Regions from separate parts of the Sus scrofa genome. Here all the other regions are linked to region 3. Evidence: chromatin contacts called from public Hi-C data. All regions are on one chromosome and are shown on one strand. Each heading gives the region's core, a stretch centred on a gene start, on an enhancer-like site or on the middle of the called end of the contact. The rest is flanking DNA. Distances are from core to core; before and after follow the strand shown.

Region 1 (3,563 bases), core at 255-2,754, 620 kb after region 3:
AAATCAAAACTCTTTTTACTGGGTAGAGAGAAAGGACTATTTATCTCCAAAATAAAACAGCATATGCTTTAAAATTATCTCTTTTTAAAATAACTTAATAAGTTAAAATTTCATAATTTATGATCAATCACTTGAGAAACTAGTCAAAAGTAACTTCAATTGCCTTATAAGTATGTGCTTCTGAAGTAAAAATTGCAACACATCCTACAAGTGATTCTGAACCATGATTTTACAAAATCACTTTGAAATTACGGCAAAATTATCTACATTTATTTTTTATTATTATGGCACCAACTATTCCTGCAGAATGCAAAGATCTGTCAGCAACATCACTGAAGCAATCAACTGAGCTTATAAGACTTAATTCTTTTTTAGTCAAAATATAATTCAGAAAAGGATCTGGCCAACAAAGTTTTTAGCCAAGACAACATTTTTTGCCTTGAGTTTTGCTAGACAAAAGATAGATGAGACCTTGCTTTCAGTTCATTTAATGTACTGGTTTGGCTGTTTAATTTTCTTTTTATCATGGGGGAGGCAAAGAAATAAAAAGTGAAATGCAATAATACATCACCAAAATGTGTCTGGTTGGTGTTGATAGGAAAGTCGGATGAAGGTGATGAGACAGTATAAGTTCCTCAAAGTTATTTGCTCAGGTGCTATATTAGGGCGCTGTTCACACACAAACATAAAGAGATGCCCAGGCATATACTTCAAATCTTTGTTCACTTTGCCATTCATTCATTTTCAATCATTTGTCTATTCATTCATTCACTCACTTATTCAATAATTAGTAAGTACCTACCATTGCTCTGGGCTTTAAGTATGAATAGAACAGACCCTAAGTTAAATCTTGGAGGAGAAAGAAATGTAACCCACTGATAAAGTAATATTTTCTACCTGAGGAGACAGGAACAGAGGATGAAGCAACTCACGATATTACCAGCTCAAGTTCACATGGTTTTGAAAGTCATATGGAGCTGTAAGGTTAGAATTGCTAGCTCTAAGGCAAAATTTCAAGAGGGGACATACATCCCCCAGGTTAAGACTCTTGAAAGAGTTTCACCATGCATTTTGGAGGTGTGACTTCCATCCGGATCAATCAAATATCACATTTACCCTTGGGTCTATATGACCAAATTACCCCTAAATTACAATCCTGAGTAAACACAATGACCCATGCACCAAACAGTTCCCCCTTGGAAGGCATTTGAATGAAGGAAATCTAGGCCTTGGCTCCCAGCAATGATAAACTCTCCAGCAAAGAGAAAATAGTATCAGTAGAGCGGTGTGCAGACAAGATAAACTACTTTCTTTTGTTCCAAGGCCTAAAAGCAGCCATTGTATACTATCTGCTGGCTGGATTTGTGTTGCTTCCATTGCTGTGTTAAAGGAGCTATTTCTGGAGCTGACCTCTGTATAAAAGCTGGGGTGAGCTGAGCTTTTCTGCCTATTAGAGTGAGCAGTAGAGCAAAGGGTAAACCTCTCTGAGTGGATGGGTCAGAGTACACAGACACTGATTCAGGTTTAGCTGACAGCGCCAGGGAAGGCATTTCTAATCTCCCCAGTTAGTACTAAATCAGCATGGTGTACACGAGCCCTTGACAGAGGACAGACAAATGGGACTCACTAAAAGGATAAAGAGCGGCCTGGTGAAGCACAGACGCTGAATACGATCCAAAGCTTTCATTTCTTAAGCTAAAAATGCTTTGCCGAAGCCACATCCATTCAGGACAAGTCTTGGCTCTTGGCTCTTCTGTAGTAAAATGACGCCTTCTAGTCTGATCCTGAGAAAACAGACGATGCCCATTCCAAGAATTTAGAACGCAGTAATTAAAAGGCATATTCTTGCCTCCCCCTCTATTTGCTGTTGCCTGGAGAAGAGAAAAGTCAAAGAAAAATTAGGCGGCTGCCACCCGAACCATTGTCGTTACCCAAGGCAGGGTAATTCATGGTTTGATTTTCTGCAGGCCCTCCTGACCATCCATCATGTCAAGCCACAGAACAGAAGAAATGCGACCAAGCAGGAACGTGAGCTCTTTTCTGAACCGTTCTCTTCAAGTTTACAAACACATCCAAAGAAGGGAAGGGAGGGCAGGCACACAACAACTCAAAGGGACACTGCCAAAGGGGTGCTGTTCGATAGCTGAGACTTTCCTAATCTCAGAGCACTTTTTGTTTGTACTGTCCTCATACTCTACAGAGTGTTATCTAAGAGTGTTCTCCACGAGATGCGAGGATCCCTGGTTTGCCCATGAGGAGACTGAGGCTAAGAGGCCCTAACTGACATGCCCAGGATTCACACAGCCAGAAAGTAGGAAAGCTGAGATCCTAACCTGGCTCAGGGTTAAGACTCCAGAACCTGGCTATTAATCACTCTGCTCTACAAACACAACCTCCTGTTAAGTGTGTAAATGGAATTTTTATATATAAAATCCCATCTAAATCCAGCAGAATAACTTGCTATTTTAAAGACACCTAGGGTGAACCATTTTGAAGGGGGGAGAAAAAAAAAACTCTGCAGCCAGGAAAAACATCCATCCCTTGGTTTGTTTACCTTGTAAATCCAAATGGTGGGTGACGGCATCTGCTGAAAACGAGGCGGATCTGCAAATGCCAAATGTGGTGTGCCTGCCAGTGTCCATCAAGCTGCAGGGGTGATGGGGGAAGGGGGAGAAGCCTTTACCTGTGCGGACGCTCACACACAAACAAGATGCAAAGTGCTCACTTTGTAGCTTACAACTCATACAAAGGATTCTTGGCTTCACATGGGAAGCAAGGAATCACAGATCTCCTTATCAGAGGGAAACCAAGAGTCTCCTACCCTCAGAAAAAGAAGATATGATCCCCACAGATGACCTAATAAGAAAGACTGAAAAGGTTGTCCTGGAAAGTAATATTGGCAGGAAGGGTTTAGGCCTGAGTCTTCCACCTCCCAGTACACAAGCCAGTTCCTCTTCAAACTCTACCTGCGGGGACTTCAACACCTGGCCTCGTATCCTAAAACAGCAGAGCAACTTATCACTTACAATAACACTGACGGGCAAGTCCAAACTGTATTAAATATGACAATGACCAGCTATTTCACAGATTCCAAGAGCTTAGGAACTTGTTTAAAATGAGAGATGGGCCCCAATTTAGACCTGTCAAAATGGCATAAATATCACTGTCGAATGATCAAACCACCTTAGGAAAAAAAAATTGGAACTTGTTAAAAAAAAAAAAAAAAAAAACCAATGTGTATTGTGTATCGGGATAAATATGTCTTATTGCTATAGAAAGTACATAAAGTAACTGAATTTACAGAATGTTTTCAGAAAAAAAATATTTCAAATGAAAAGTAAAAACATTTTCTCTCTATAAAAGGAAATATAGTGAGAGAAATGAGGAAATAAATAACTCTTGAATTCTACCCACAGGCAGGTCCCAAGTACACAAAATAAATGGCTAATCCATTAGGAAGTTTCTTTTGTCAAACCATGATATTAAAGCATTAAGTATTCTATGTCCATATAGTACTTAGCAGAATATTACCTTAAGTATGTTTTATTTATGTTATAGTAATA
Region 2 (3,600 bases), core at 15-2,514, 600 kb after region 3:
AATCCAAAGTAAGACAAGCCTAAGGGGAATCTGTGGCTGTCAGCCTGTACCAGCAGGGATTCACCTCCTTAATTGTTAACACAGTTCATGAATATCTGTTCCAAAAGGACATCACTAATGGGTCCCAAGTAGGACAAGGCTTCCAAAGCATGCAGTAATGTACGAAACAAGCACTCATGGCACACACACAAATATGTATATAAATACGCACAAATCTCCCAGGTTGAACATTAAACCATTTATCTTCCCTAGAGGAACACATTTTCCTTTTTTCCTTCCTGGAAGTTTTTCACAGTTGGTTACCATGGGGAAAATGAACATGTTCTCAAAGGGCTGCATGTCAGCGAATGGAAATGATGGGAAGACAATGAGAAAGGAGAGCACAGAAGAGAACAATGCATGCTTTACCAACAGCCACACATCTGCATGTCTTAAGTGAGTCAAATCACAAAATTCCATAATTTCCTACATCTGGCCCCTAATCACCTCTTCCAGGAAGGCTTGACATTACTGTGAAGGCTTCAACACATGGAGCAGTTATGTCTTCAAGACACTACATAAATCCTGGGTAAAGTCCTCAAAGGCTATTGAGTTTAGATCCTTGACAGAAGTTCTATATTCACACAATGACATACTCTATAAACAGCTTACATGTTCTCTGCCACCTGAGTGTTAGCAAGGTCACTTATTTTTGATACAGAATCTCCTGGCCTTAAGCCTAGGCAGCCTAGCAGCTGTAAAGAGGTGACTCACTCCGTGTGAAATGCATTAGACACAGCTCACCTGTACATGCCCTTCGTGTCTCCGCATAATCTCCTTTCTCTCTATTCTGAGTTAATCTTTCGACTTATAAATTGATAAGAAATGCATTCACTGTGGATAATTTCTTCTCTCTAGAGAAGGTTGTTCTCTCATGCAAAGCCTGTCCATAAAAGTAAAGGAAGGAAGACAAGTGAATCATTCATCTTGTTAAAAAAAGAAAAAAACCTGAACTGAGAATGTTGCCTAGATCCACGGGTGTTACTGAGCCAAGCAGAGTTTACCTCCCACAATTTTTGACTTTTGATTTTTATTTAACAACTCATTTGTATAACCGCGATGAATGGAGGCAGCAGACCTGAAGAGATTTGCAGCTGAAGTTCTATCAAGTTGGAAGGTTATGTCAGCTGCCAAGTCTGGAAATGGAGCCCTGCACAGCAAGAAAATGGTGAGAGATTGGTTACAGCCATAAGTAATTGATCTGTCTGAAAATACGGGCTACGAATCATGGGATTAATGCTGGTGCTCCAGCTGGGATGCATTGCTCATTTCCCTCTAGCTCTCTGACAACAAAGACATGCCTCTTTCTCCAGGGACAAAAAAATTTTTATTAAAATCTTTATACAACTTAGCAGCAAAGCATGCTAGAGATTTGGGGAGGAGGGGAGGTGCAGCCCTCATAAGGAAATCATCTCACAATTTTCGTTTGATCTTGTTTTTACTTCAAACTAGTCACCAGCCTGCTTCCCATGGCCAAATATACTTGCCCCTTAGCTCGGCAGGCATGGAGAGGGAGCCCCGCTAGTGGGAGGCTTAGCTGGAGAGAAGTGGATGAGTAAAGCGGTGGAGAGCTGCAGGGAAAAATAAAGTGGGAAGGCATCCAAAACTGCAGCTGTGCTGGCCCATTAAAAAGCTGAAACTCATTCTGCTGTTCGACCTCATGCTTATCACCACATAACTATTCATCAAAGAAATTTCAGTGCAATTAATTAAATTATTCCCATGTCTGTGCCACAGAGTCGTTATTCCAATATCAGCTTTCACTCACACTCTCTTAAGCTCATGTCTGCATGCCAAGTCACTACTCTGGGGTTGTCCAGTCTCAATAAAGCTGTGCTCCTCACCACTCACAGAGGCTATCATTTCTCTTTTTTATTGCCATTTATTTTCCACTAGGATTTTGCTGCCAGTATATTGGCAGGACTTCCAGTATATGGATGTAATGAAATCTACCACAGACACTTAACACGGGGTCAGGATGGAGCTCAGCTCATGTGAAGCTGTAATATAATAAACAAATGCTTTCAGAAGGAGGATTTTATCAGCTCAAAAATAGAACCTGGTATTCTCTGGTACCAAGTGCAGAAAAAAGTTGGAGTCATTTGAAAATTCTTATGATAATTAAGTTTATGGCTGAAATATGCCTAACATAGGAAATCTGAGCTATACAGCAGAGATTTCTTTTCATCTGTCAGAGCTGTTTTATTGAAAAGGAAGAGAATAAAAATGTACTGCTGAAAGTCTGCTTTTGACACAGCCATCTCTTTAGTCATCGACCTGTAAGTAGCACACTCATAGAATTTGGTGGATTTGACTGCTGCCAGTGGAACTTTCTCTGTATAGCTATAGCAAAATATAAATGAGATTAAGAGAATAATACCCACTACTTGATAACTAGCAGACAATATTTAAGGCTCTTTTATTCCCCTTGTACATCACCAGAGAAAATTAGAGGACTGGGATAGAGTATATACCTATAGATCTTTGTACTAAACTTTATAGTCTAAGAAGAGGGCAGACTTCACACAAACACAACATTGGGAAGAAGTCGAGAGCACTTTAGGAAACGCAGCGCTGGTCTGACTCAGAACTGAAAAGAAGGTGCTCAGACAACCACCACAGTACCCAGAGAGGCCAGCCAATCTCGGGTCTGAGGATGATTTATTCCTCGTTTAACTTCTAAGAACATCAGGAGAAGAGCAGGCCAAAAAGGAAAATATGTGATTATAAAGGCAGAGGCTCTGGTACCTGATCTTCCTTTAAAATGTCTGCAATCTCAAGGCTTAAAATTGGAAACAGTGTTGGTTTTTTTTGTTTTTTGTTGTTTTTTTTTACCAACTGTTAAGGCATGATTCTATGACTCTAAACATCAAATACTTAGTAGTAACGTCTAGAGGAACTATTTGACAATTTCTTCTTTATTAGTATATTTTTAAATTGGCTCATTAGGTAAAGATAGCTGAAGAGAATTAAAAGTCTGAATAATTTCTAAATTTGACAAAAACTATAAACCCACAAATCTAAGAGACTTAAACAACCCTAAGCACAAGAAACATAGAAAACAACACCAGTGTAGATTATAATCGAACTGTTCACAACCAATAATAGAGAAATTCTTAAAGCATACAGAGAAAAAGACATTACATATGGAAGAAAAAGATAAGGATGATAGCTGATTTTGCCATAGAATATGATGTAATTGAGACAACAGTGGGAGATTTTTTAAGTACTGATAGGAAAAAACCACTCGGAATTTTATACATAATTAAAATATCTCTCAAAAACAAAAGTAAAACGAAGACTTTTTTTTGGGAACAAGAAAAGCTGAAAGAATAGTAAGCTGAAAGAACTAGTACCACTGGCAGACTTGCACTATGAGAAATGTTAAAGGGAGTTCCCTTGTGGCACAGTGGGCTAAGGATACAGCATTATCACTGCAGTGGCTTGTGTTGCTGCTGTGGTGCAGGTTCACTCCCGGGCCTGGGAACTTCTACATGTCGTGGGTGTGTTCCCCACCCCCGACAAAAAAAAGAAATGTTAAAAGATGTCCTTCAGGTAGAA
Region 3 (3,700 bases), core at 587-3,086:
AAGGAGGCAGGGGGTCTCAAAAAGGCCTCCATGTAAAAACACCCAGAAGAAACGAGGGCAGCGGGCTCAGGCTAATCATAAAATGAGCTGCAGCATTTCTTTCTGCCGCCCAGGTGGTTCCAACCATGGCGGACCACTGTCCTGAAAAGTCAGAAAAGAGCTTCTCAGCCCGAGTCTGAAGCAGGAACTACGAGAACATTCTCAGCTTTTTCTCCCTGAACTTTCAGATTCTACTTGCGCTTGAAAGCATTTGAACAAATTTGTGGTTCTCTGGATCTTAATCTTTGGGATGTTTTCTTTTTCACTGTTTTTAGGAAAAAGTCTGCAATTCCTTACATTACCTGGAACATTTTCCTGCCCCCCCCCTTTATAATCAGCAGTTCGGCTAATGGAAACGTGCCGAGCCGAGACTTAGCTAGCGAGCAGATCCTCTCCTCTCCTTTATTTTTTTACCACGGGGGCACCTCTACATACTAACGACTTCAGGTTTTGCTCGCCATTTCGTTTCATCCCCCTCGCTCGGTTTCGGAGAGTGAGGGCGTGAAGTGGCTGCATCTAGAAAGGATAGAAAAACAAAGCTCCCTCTTGGCTGTTTTTTATGGGGGGGGGGTTAATACTGAAAAATTGCTAGACGCCGTAGTTGGTGTTTAAAGAAAAGTTAAATAAGTCAAAGAGATTGAAGGAAGGAACACGGAGAATGAGGAAAACGAATAAAAGCCTTCGGAGGAGCAGACAGGGGTGGGACGCAGCCTCTCCTGTTAAAGGTCCACCTTCATTCCCTTCGCTCGCGGACCCCGCGGACGGCCCTCCGCACCCGCACCCGCACCCGGAGGGGCTTTGCAACCAGAAAAGAGAAACCTCCCCGAAACTTGGGTGCGAGTTCTTTGCCCAGCGGCCGCGATCCCAGCCCAGCTCTCCTTTCGCTTCCCTGGGCACCGCGCGTGCGGGCCAGGATCCCGACCTCTGCGCGGGGAAGCGCTACCCCCGGCACCGGTAGCGAGCGCAGCGCCCAGAGCTCTAGCCCGAGCGGGTGCCAGGCCCCGGCCGGAGGCAGGCGCAGCCCCTCGGGGCGGCTCCGGTCCCCGGGCACGACCGCGTAGCTCCGGCCGCTCGCGCCGCCGCTCCCCGCCGGAGCCCGGCGGGCCAGGGGAGGAAAGTACAAAGGCGGGCGACCGGGCCGCGGAGGGAGGGCGGGCGGCGGGAGGGAGGAGGGGTGGCGGCGGGGGGTTCGGGCGCGCCAGACGCGAGGAGCTCGCCCCTGCCACCCCTGCCCGCCGGCCCGGCCGCCGCAACAAAAGACCCCCGGCCCGCCGCTCCCTCCCGACCACCGGCGGCAAGCGAGGGAGCCGCGCCCCCGGGGCTGCATTACCTGGTCGTAAAGGGTTAAGCAGTCCTGTCAGCCCCAAGTTCATGGTTTGGTTCCAGAGCAAGGCTCACGATGGGGGATCGTCAGAGACCAGGGGGAAAGCCAGCCAAACACACGAAGAGAAAACGCCCAACTCCGACCGGGCTCCGTCCGCGCGAGTCTCTCCTTTCCAGGTGAAAGTCTGAAAGCGGAGGCACGCCAACCAAATCCGTACGGGCGGCAGCTCCGGGGCGGCCGAGCGCCAGCGCCTGCACACATCCAGCGCGGCCGAGGCCAAGCGGGCGGCGGCGACGGGCGGGCGGCCGGGAGGGAGCGCCCAGCCGGCGCTCGCCCGCTGCCTCCGGGCGGCTCCGGCGGCGCGCGGGGCCGCGGGGCACGGCGGGGACCGGAGGGGCGTCCCGGGCGGGCCGGCGAGCGGGCGAGGCGGAGAGGAGCGGCCCGAGCCGCGGCCGCGGCGCGCGGAGCTAAGAGCGAGGCGGCGGCGGCGACAGGACAAAGGAGACCATGTGCGGAGGGGAGGAGGGAGAGGGAGGAGGAGGAGGAGGGCGCGCGGCGGCGGCGGCGGCGGCGGCGGCGGCTTCTCCCCGGCGGCCGCCTCGGGCTCCCCGACTGCCGCTCCCGCCTCTCCAGCAGCACCGCGGGCCGACCAGTCCCGGTCCCGGTCCCGCCGCCACCGCCGCGGCGCTGGAGGAGACGCTCTGGGAGTCTTTATTCGGAGCCGATCTCACTGGCGCGCGGCGCGGGCGGCGCTGCAGCGGCCGGGGCGCCGGGCGGGCTACGCGGGGCCGGCGGCGCCTCCCGGCCGGAGCTCGCGGGCGGACGGGCAGCGCCTAGGGCTGGCTCGGCTCCGGCCCGCGCTCCGCTCGCGGGCGCCTGCCTCTCCCGCCGGCTCGCCGCTCAAGTAAACTCCATCGGCCGCCGGCGCCGCGGGTTCCCTGGCTGGACGGGTGGCGGGAGGGGGCGGCGGCGGCACAGGGGCCCCTCGCTCCGGACTTCGCTCCCCGACTGCGCCGAGCGCGCCTCCTCCAGACGCTCGCAGCTCTCGGAGCGGGACTTCCTCGGCGCGCCGAGCCCGAGCCGCCGGTGCCGCCGCCCCTCCTCCGTCCCGCCCCGCGCGCCCCGCCCCTCGCCGCCCCTCCTCTCGGCCCCGGCGCCGGGTCGGCCCCGCGGGGGCGCAGTCCCCGGGCTCGGCCTCGACAGCTGTCGCTTCCCCCTCCCACCCCCGCGGCTCGGGCCCGAGGTCCCCACGGCCGCCTTCCCGGCGGGCGGGCGCGGCGGGCACTGCCGTGTCCTCCCCGCAGCTGCGGCTTCCACGACTGCGCCGCGGCAGGGAAAGGCCACTAGGCCCACAGGCTGGGGCTGTATTGCCACTAGGCCAGTCACATCTGCAGAGAGCCAGCTCTCAGGGTAGTTGTGATGAGAAATGAGAAAGTAAGTTATGGAAACCACCTGGCACATAGTAGGTGTTCAATAAGTACATTGTTGAAAATGGAGGCGGGGGGGGGGTGCGCAGCCAGAGTCTAGTATTCGAAGAAAGTACTTAATCCAACCTTATCCCCGCCTGGTCAAAGGCTGAACACAGCGGCTCAAGGATACCAGCGCATGAAGTGGCCGTTACAAGTGCCCCTCCCCTTAGTCCTCAAATCCACTGTCATTTATACACCTTCCATCCACAAATGTGGCGCTGGTTGTGACCGCCAGATGCAGGGAAAGGATTAAAGCAAAGCCACAGCCTCACTGAATGCACAATTACTATCATCCTAACATTTACCGTCATGTGTTCTCTAGCGCCCTGTGTAGCGCCTGCCCGAAAGGGGTGGCGGGGAGGGCGGAGGTGCTCAATGACCACAAACTTGGCCCCTAGTGGATGCCCCTGAGCAACACACGGGCAACCAGAGCGCCAAAGCTCCCTTCTGTCCAGTCTGGTGGGCCCCTGGCCAGAATTCTGGCCTCCTTACGCTACTACCCCAACCACAGAGGCCCTGCAAGAGTACCAGGCCATACCTGGGGGCAAGGAGACACCCCCCCCCCCGCAAACATCTGGAGTTTTCATTCCCCATCTGCAGCTTGGCAGGGTCCCTCCTTGGTGCATAGGAAAGGTTGCTGAGGTTTTCTCAGCACAGGGCAAACAGGCCAGCAGAGACCTAGGTTGCAACTGGGAGGGTTCTAGGGTAGAGCCAGTGGGTGAGAGCTCCTGATTTCCCTTCAGTGCCACGGTCACCTGGAGTGCTACTGGGAAAGAGGAAAAAGGGACAGGGCTGGGAGAGATGTACATCACATACAAATGACATGGAGACTGGTTTCAAGCAGCAATGTCCATTCCTCACCTCTTTG

Evidence for each region. A called contact is a pair of places that touch in the nucleus more often than the background predicts.
Region 1: a contact with region 3 is called in a Hi-C map of liver, with 2.1 times the contacts expected there. The contact joins two enhancer-like sites. A contact is called at or near these places in 6 of 47 Hi-C or Micro-C datasets (embryonic fibroblasts, epiblast stem cells, liver and 1 more) and 1 of 2 datasets of contacts at active chromatin or transcription factors (skeletal muscle).
Region 2: a contact with region 3 is called in a Hi-C map of skeletal muscle, with 8 times the contacts expected there. The contact joins two enhancer-like sites. A contact is called at or near these places in 3 of 47 Hi-C or Micro-C datasets (embryonic fibroblasts and skeletal muscle) and 1 of 2 datasets of contacts at active chromatin or transcription factors (skeletal muscle).

What each region holds. Positions count from the first base shown.
Region 1 is chr3:14,081,137-14,084,699 of Sscrofa11.1, reverse strand. All of the region lies in intron 2 of AUTS2 (AUTS2, activator of transcription and developmental regulator), which reads right to left. Among named protein-coding and RNA genes, the nearest start is that of AUTS2, 520 kb to the right of the region's middle. Within about 2 kb of position 1,504, at least 15 of the 83 cell types and tissues checked have an H3K27ac peak or open chromatin away from gene starts, as enhancers often do. A contact at or near this core is called in liver and skeletal muscle, where this site is marked.
Region 2 is chr3:14,103,310-14,106,909 of Sscrofa11.1, reverse strand. All of the region lies in intron 2 of AUTS2 (AUTS2, activator of transcription and developmental regulator), which reads right to left. Among named protein-coding and RNA genes, the nearest start is that of AUTS2, 540 kb to the right of the region's middle. Within about 2 kb of position 1,264, at least 7 of the 83 cell types and tissues checked have an H3K27ac peak or open chromatin away from gene starts, as enhancers often do. A contact at or near this core is called in skeletal muscle, where this site is marked.
Region 3 is chr3:14,699,832-14,703,531 of Sscrofa11.1, reverse strand. All of the region lies in intron 5 of AUTS2 (AUTS2, activator of transcription and developmental regulator), which reads right to left. Among named protein-coding and RNA genes, the nearest start is that of GALNT17, 320 kb to the left of the region's middle. Within about 2 kb of position 1,836, at least 47 of the 83 cell types and tissues checked have an H3K27ac peak or open chromatin away from gene starts, as enhancers often do. A contact at or near this core is called in liver and skeletal muscle, where this site is marked.